Regions from separate parts of the Gossypium hirsutum genome. Here region 1 is linked to region 2. The links are chromatin contacts, called in public Hi-C maps. All regions are on one chromosome and are shown on one strand. Each heading gives the region's core, a stretch centred on a gene start, on an enhancer-like site or on the middle of the called end of the contact. The rest is flanking DNA. Distances are from core to core; before and after follow the strand shown.

What was found. A called contact is a pair of places that touch in the nucleus more often than the background predicts.
Region 1: a Hi-C map of leaf shows a contact between it and region 2, with 2.8 times the contacts expected there. The contact joins the promoter of LOC107891273 here to the enhancer-like site in region 2. A contact is called at or near these places in 2 of 34 Hi-C or Micro-C datasets (both in leaf).

What each region holds. Positions count from the first base shown.
Region 1 is chrA11:92,960,314-92,964,230 of Gossypium_hirsutum_v2.1, forward strand. It overlaps LOC107891273 (cationic amino acid transporter 2, vacuolar), which reads right to left and starts at 2,362. Exons shown (of 14, transcript XM_016816011.2): 1 at 1,918-2,362; 2 at 1,111-1,312; 3 at 892-976; 4 at 586-726; 5 at 360-478; 6 at 184-280; 7 at 1-101. The coding sequence starts at 2,077.
Region 2 is chrA11:92,470,869-92,474,914 of Gossypium_hirsutum_v2.1, forward strand. LOC107891187 (probable polyribonucleotide nucleotidyltransferase 1, chloroplastic) reads left to right here. Exons shown (of 25, transcript XR_001682143.2): 24 at 303-780; 25 at 1,192-1,464. Among protein-coding and RNA genes, the nearest start is that of LOC121210171, 12 kb to the right of the region's middle. Within about 2 kb of position 1,658, at least 4 of the 9 cell types and tissues checked have an H3K27ac peak or open chromatin away from gene starts, as enhancers often do. A contact at or near this core is called in leaf, where this site is marked.

The DNA.
Region 1 (3,917 bases), core at 1,112-3,611, 490 kb after region 2:
ACCAGACCAACAATCACGATAGAGACCAGCATGTACAATCCACAACAAATGGAGAGGGCTGTTGCAATACCCAAAGGCAAATCCCGTTGGGGATTCTTCACCTACAATACATGATTTCAAATATTTCAGATCATTAGGAACAAAACTTCAATATGGAGTAAACTACTATAAGAAACCATATACCTCCTCGGCAGTACTGGCAACCGAATCAAATCCAATATATGCAAAGAAGACTGTCGCAGACCCAGCAAGCATTCCATCCACCCCAAAGGGAAAATACCTATGGGATAAAAACATTAAATAACAAATTTTGAACACTATCATATCAGCAAGGAAATACAGCATGAAATGCCAGTTACCCAGTAGGAAGTTTGTATCCAGCCCATCCAGTGTTGTAACCCAGATAACCTCCTGCCACTATAACAAAGATCATGGCACATACATTTGCAGTGGTGACGATTCCTTGTGCAAATGTACTCTGCATCAGAGAAGCATAGAGGTTTTAAATTTAAGGTATCAAAGTGGTCATCACCCACACACCAAAAAAGAAAATGGAAATGGAAAACGATAGGAGATCAACAGCACCTCCTTGATTCCCACACACAAGAGCCCTGTCACAATGAAAACTAAAATTGCGGCACATGGATCTACCACAACATCAAGCCCGGGAATATATTGACGAGATAGAAAAATAGGTAGGCTATCTTCACCCCCAAAAAGCAAAGCCTAGATGCAAATATCAAAAGATAATTAATGAAATATAAATAGAAAATAATATAATGCAGCTCCCACCCACAAGAACCTCAAGTACCTTGAATCCAATCCCCGACCCAACAAACCCAGCCAAAAGGGAAAAAAGTCAAAAAAGTTCTACCAAGTAAATTCACAAACCAGATTAGGTGAAATGCCACGAGCAACAGCTGCACCACCAATTGTATACTCCAGTATCAGAGCCCAACCAATCAACCAGGCAACACTGCAAAATGACATTTGCTTGTATCAGAGGCTGGAAACTGATAAATCCATGAGAAACAAGATTGTACCAATAAAGCCACTGTTTTTCCCCTTCTAACAAAGGAACATATATCAACTTTTCAAATTGCAATTTACCCTTCACCAACACAAATGTATGAATAATGATAGGCACTGCCAGCAGACGGGCAACGACTAGCAAGCTCGGCATAGCAAAAAGCAGAGAGTGCAGCAGCAATTCCAGCTATTAGAAAGGAAATGGCAAGAGCTGGCCCTGAATGCTCTCTCGCAACTGTTCCAACAAGAATATAAACTCCAGCTCCAATTGTTGATCCCACACCTAATCACAAAGCACCAAAATTCACAATAAGCTATCTATTGTATATATAAAAATAAAAGCCGGGAAAAACAACATAATCTTAAAAGTAAAAAGAACTAAAACAAGGCAACCCTCCCAGCTAGAAGAAATAAAATCAAACCAAACATAACTCGAAAACAAGAATAGTCCCAAATCAATATGAGGAAATAAGTTCCTAAAAAATGGTAATTAACAACAAAACTGTGAATATCGATCCGAACCCATCATACAAAAATAAAAATAGAACCCGGAAAATTTAATATAAAACAACTAAAAACATAAAATCCGCATCAAAATTTCTCCCAAAACGAAAATAACTAAAAATAGAACAGATAATCGAATGTTCAGACTGCTATGAAGTTTAAAAAAGAACAACAAAAATACAAAAAAGGTCATCATAATTTTCCCCAAATAACAGCTAAGCAACACAGCCGAAAATAAAAATAAAACACACACACACACACACCACATAAAAAAAGTTCAGGATCAGATCCCCCACCAACCACTAAAAACAATATTGAATTCTCCCTCCCCCTTTCCCCCCCAGGGCAAAAGACTACCGCAAAAGATAAAACATGAAATAATACCAATTGCTATGAGATGTGGAACTGTCAACTCTTTAGCCAACTGATGATGACCAGAACGCTTGGAATGAGCGGAATCTACTTGTTTTCTTCTTACCAAACTCTTTAAACCACCCCATGAAGATCCAAACCCTTCCTTTTGGGAATCAACCAAAACACCCATGACGAATTTCCACCCAAATATAAACTTTTTAATTACTAATATTTCACAAGCCTGGCTTTTGAAAAAAAAATTTATGAACAATAAATTACTAGAAAGCTAGAAAAAAAAAAGAACTATTAACATTAATATCAGCCCCCTGAACCCTTTCAATATATAAATTTGGTTCAAAGCAACCTTTGAATTTTCTTATTTATTGTTGATGAAAGGGAAACAAGAGAGGCCGGCTTTAGAAGAGAGAACTTTTTTCCCTCTTTTTAAGCTGTTACTTGGTGGTGCTTCTGAGAAATGATGAAACTTAAGTTTCTAAAGAGTAATGAAACAGCCCGTTGCCCGTTGCCCGTTGCCCGTTGCCCGTTGCCCGTTAATTAGGAACCAACAACAATCGGGCTACCCGAGAATGATTTGGATAATAAAATACTACTATACCACGTTATTTATTTATTTCTATCATGTTACTATGTGGCATGTATGTGGAAGTTTACATGTAGCAACTAATTAATTTTTAAACCTTTAAAAATATTTTTTTATAATTCTTTAATAATATTTTAATATTTTTTAAATTTTTAATAATTTTTTTATTTTTATATATAGAAAATTTAATTCATTATTACTGTGATAATCCTCGTATATGTCATATTAACAAAGTTAACAAATAAGCTAAAAGAGTTCAAATTTTAAATAGAGAGATAAAATAATTTTTTTGTAAAGTTGGAGACCAAATAAATTGTTATACATTTAATTAAATAACAATAATTTCTTTTATTTTAAGGTAATATAAGTGTAATAAAAATACAAAAATATTTATAGTTTAACGAGGGGTTCTAAATAATTCTAGCATTACCTCCAAAAAACAGATATGTGCTTAAATAAAAATAAATATTAGATTAAATTAGATTAGATAATTATCTTCTCTATATAATTTTGACAAGAAATTTTCAAATTCGTAAGGTATTATCTTTTTTTAAAGGAAAGATTTTATCCTTTATTTTATTTTAAACTTTAAATATATATATATATATATAGTGGCAGAGCTAGGGGCTGACAGAGCTCCAACTCTCCTAAAATAGAAAATTTTTTATTTTAATTTTTTATAATTTATAAAATTTTAAATGAAAAATTTTAAATTAATAATGATAAAATTACATTTTGGCCCCCTCAAAAATAATAAAATTTTAATTTAATCTTTTAAAAATTATAAAGATATAAACTGTTAAAATTGTAAAATTACATTTTTATTATCATAAAAAGATAAAATATAATTTCATCCTCCCAAAAATAATTTTCTGGCTGCACCATTATATATATATATATATATATTAAATAGAATTTATCACATGCATTTACTATGAATTCGCGTTATTAAATCTAATATTTTGTAAGTTCATATCAATGGCCTAACTGAATAAAAGAAATTAAATAGAATTATTATAAAATGGATACAATTTTATTAATTTTTTAAAAATAACATTTTAGAAAACTATACATCTTTTAATTTAAAAATACCTATATATTCTTTAAAAAATTAAAACTTTTTAGAGCATAATTTCATTTTTCTTATATAAATTATCTAGAGAATGAGCCTACCAATTAAGAAAAAGAAATCAAGATACATAGACAGAGTCAAGGAGAAAATGTGTTGTATTAATTTGTAAGGCTTAATTTTTTTTTTAATTTTGACAAGTATAATATTATTTTTATATAAATTGTATGCTTCATAAGTTTTAGTAGCCAATTAAAAGCATAGAAAAATAATAGATTTAAATGTAATAAAAGTTTATATATAATTTTAGAATGTTTAAAAAAGAAAGATAGACAAAGAAAAATCAAAATCCATGGAGAT
Region 2 (4,046 bases), core at 408-2,907:
ACCACTTAATAAGTTGATGATAACCATATACTTAACTGGATGTTTTACCGTTATTCCGTGGCTTGTTCATGCAGTACTCAACCATTCTACAGGCTTGAGCTATATTCTAGTACTATGCATATTAAATATGTAATCAGTGAGATGGTAAAAGTGGTTCCCAAATTTTTATCCTTACTGTTGGTCTTGTAAATCCATCAAAGAGCTAGATTGCATCAATTATTAGTCGTTTTCTTTATCTGCACCTTTTTTCCTTACTTCAAAAAATCTCTCTCCATTAGCTGTAGCTGTGTCACCTAATGCAGGTTAATGATAAGGGACAACTTCGCCTTAGCCGCCGTGCACTTCTTCCTGTTCCTGAAACAAGTCCAGAGGATCCCAGTTCAAAGCAGCTTACTGGCAACCCAGATGTGGTTGTTATTGCTGATTCTGGTAAAGCATCTGACGAAGGTGCACCTCAAAAATATGTGAGTGTCCCCAAAGCAGAGGGTTTAGCTGAAGAGAAGATTGATAGGGCCAAGGTTAAAAGTAGTGCTACCAAAGTTGCAACCTCATCCAAAAGTAATTCTGCGGAGACCACTCTACTTCCACGGAAGAAGGTTTTTAAGAGGGTAAAGAAGAGTGGCAGTAAAGCTGTCACTGGTGTCTCCAGCAATGATGGGGAGTAGTCAATAACTGAATGGGAGTTTTATTGTGCTTATAATATGCTGACAAGAATTTCCATATCCAATGACCATTGTACGAAAGGTGACAGAATAGCTTCCTCACATAGAAGAAACAGAGGTAAGGCAACCTACTTTCTTTTGTTCACTGGTCCTTTTAAACACCATTTAAAGCAGATATGCTGTTACAAAAAGCAGACTACATCAACGTCTTTCTAGTCTTATTAATTGCTTGTGATTCCATTATGAGAACTTGCGTTCTTGTTGTTGGGTTCAATGTGGAGTTATAAATTACTAATCAGATAAGTTCTTGAATTGCTTATCATGAGGTAACTTACCAATTAAGCATGCGACATTAATTATGACTGGTAAGAAAAGGGGGAAAATGCCTGGGTTGTCTCAAACAAATGAAATAGCACTAGAACCTGAGCAGCAATATACTCATTGGATGAAATGGGTACTGGATGCTCATACCGATAGTCTGAAATCTATTGTTACTAGTGAATTGGCTAAATATTAGATTCTTGTACAGGTACATTTCATCATAACTGGAGACCTACACTTGTGAAATGTGATTCAGAAGCTAGTCTTCGTCTCATATTTTTATGTAAGATGGTTAAGGCAGGTAAGGCTGCCACAAGCTGGATCTCAAGTTCTGTTTCAGAGAAAAGAAATAACATTTTGATGGTTGCAAAGTTACTGATTTTATGCTCTGCTAGCCCCCTTGTTTTCTATTTTCTGTTTGGACCATTGTTTTGTATTGGATCTTGGGTTTGGCAAATACATATTTATGCATTTGAAGAAAGGTGAAGAAAAAAGGACTAGGCAAATTGGTTGGATCGGTCTACTTATTTAAACAAGAATTCAAATATTTTTAAAAATAATTTAAATATTATATGTAGTAAATAGTTGATAAAAATTAGTGATGGTAACAGGGCGGGGTGGGGCGGACTTTTGGCTGCCTATTCTGACCAGATACTCTACCGTCATGCCTTGACCTTGACCTGTCCCTGAGCTTAAAAAGAATTAATCTGTCCTGAGCTTGAAAATTAATTGCATACCTGACCCTGATCTAATCTTGAGTTCAAACTTTTTTTATTGGAAAATGTGATTAATTAAATTCAAAATTATTTTTAAAAAAATTATGCTTGGGGTGACTGAGTGAATATATATTACATCATAGAAGGAAAAAATAAGAAACGAAAAGGAGAGGGAGGTTTGGAAAAATAAATTAAAATGAAAGGAGGAAAGAAACTAGTAAAATAAAGGTCATAAAATGATGTTGGGAGTGATAAAGCATAAGGAATTTTTTCACTTAATATAAAAAAATATATAAAGATAGATTTTTGTAAATATTTAAAGACGGGATGGTTTCGCATTAAACTTGGCCCCGAAAACAAAATCTACGCTCGGCATTAAAAGTTTTTTTTTAATGAAAAACAATAAGTTAGCTCTTTTTCAATATTTACAATCAATTTATTATGATTTTGATTTCTCTTTTCTTTTTTCATATGGCATGTACATGGATTGGATAGATTTTGGATTTTTGGTTAAATTTGCTTTGTAGGCTTATCCCGTTCAGATTTTTCATCACTGATATGGACTTAATCTTAGGTGATACTTGATTCGTTAAATGTAATAGAATAGCAATGATAAAAATCGAATATTACAAATTATTGATATTACAGCTCTTCTATTTTTTTTCCTCCTCTCTATTTTATGTAATACCCTCAATTCGATTTGAATAGTCAGATCCAAATCTCGGGGGTTACCATATAATTACATACAAGAATTTGAGCTGCTAGTACAACTTCCAATTATTTACAACTTTACCTATCACGAATTTAAACCAACATACAAAAAGCTCAAGTAATTACACAATGCTAAATAAGATAGTTTAATTACAAAGGTTTCCAATCTAATATCTTAACTTATTACGATTATCTATGCCACCAAACTTGTATTGTATGCATAATAACCTGATATGCCATTCTTTTTGGCGTAGTCTTGGCGTCATCCCTCTTGGCGCAAACTTAATCCTTTAAGCTTGAAACAAGAGCATAAGACATTAATAAGTTCACAGAAATTTAGTGAGAAAATTTTCATTTACCTTAACTGGTACTTTTATAAAATAGCATATAGCTCAACAATGCGATCTTTTCTTTTTCTCAAGGACATAGTTCTATTAAAGAGAACATTATCCAACTCAGACATATTTATTCTCCATGACTTGCCATATCTTGTCTTGTATCCACTTTCATCATTTTGACAATAACTTTGAACTTTCCAAGAATTTCTATCAACTCTTTTTATTCATAGTTTCTTATCAGTATCCTTTGCAATTCGACACATTCAGAACTTCATTTCAAACATAGATTTAACCCATGCTAACTTTCACAATTACGGATAATTGATGGATGGCCTCTTCTATTATTCAGTCTCAAATATTTGTTTAGAAGTGTCTTTTCAATAAATAAATAAAAACCCACATATTTGAATATCTCTTCAACTCATCATTTTCAGTAATTTCTTATCTTTGTTTAGTATTTACCTTGTATTCATTAGATACCTTAAACTCATGCTATTCTTATGATCATGCTTAAAAGCCATACTGGATACCGTATAATTTCATACAGAACCCTCCACAAGGGAAATTCATTAGAGTACTACGCTATGAAGAGCCTTATCATGGTATGCCACTACGGCAACCCATTCAGAGTACGTCACAAAGGCAATCTATTTAGAGTATGCCACAAAAGTAGTTTTTCAGAGTATGCCAAAAAGTCTATTCAAACTATCGTGTTTACAATATGGATTTGCCTAAAGTTACATTACGTGAGGTTTGCCCATTATCGTTCTGAGGCAAGCAGAGAACTTCATTAGGTAATTGTCATTCAATAGTTTCTTTTTAGAGTGTGCCATGGCCATGGACTTTTTCCTTTAGAGTTTGTGTTTTTCGTCCCAACAAACTTCTTCAATCACCACTGCGATGTCCAGATGCGCATTACATACTCTTCATACTTGGACAAAACCAAACTCACACTTCTTAGCGCTCATCGTACATCCAATTACAACTCATAATCATGTAGACTAACTTATTTTCTTAATTGAATCATAACTCAATACACACTTTTAACATACCAACAGAACTATATTTCATAGTATATATTTTGGACATACTCATACACAAATACTCATCAGCAACACAAACATCCACACATAAATCCTCACATATTCGAACTCAGTAAATCCCATATCTATTACACATACCATATTTAGCAATCATCCATATAGTCATACACATATCATATTCATACTATACTCATCATGGTTTCTGATATGTAGTTTGAATTTTGTAATATAAATGTTCTTCAGTCTGAACAGTAT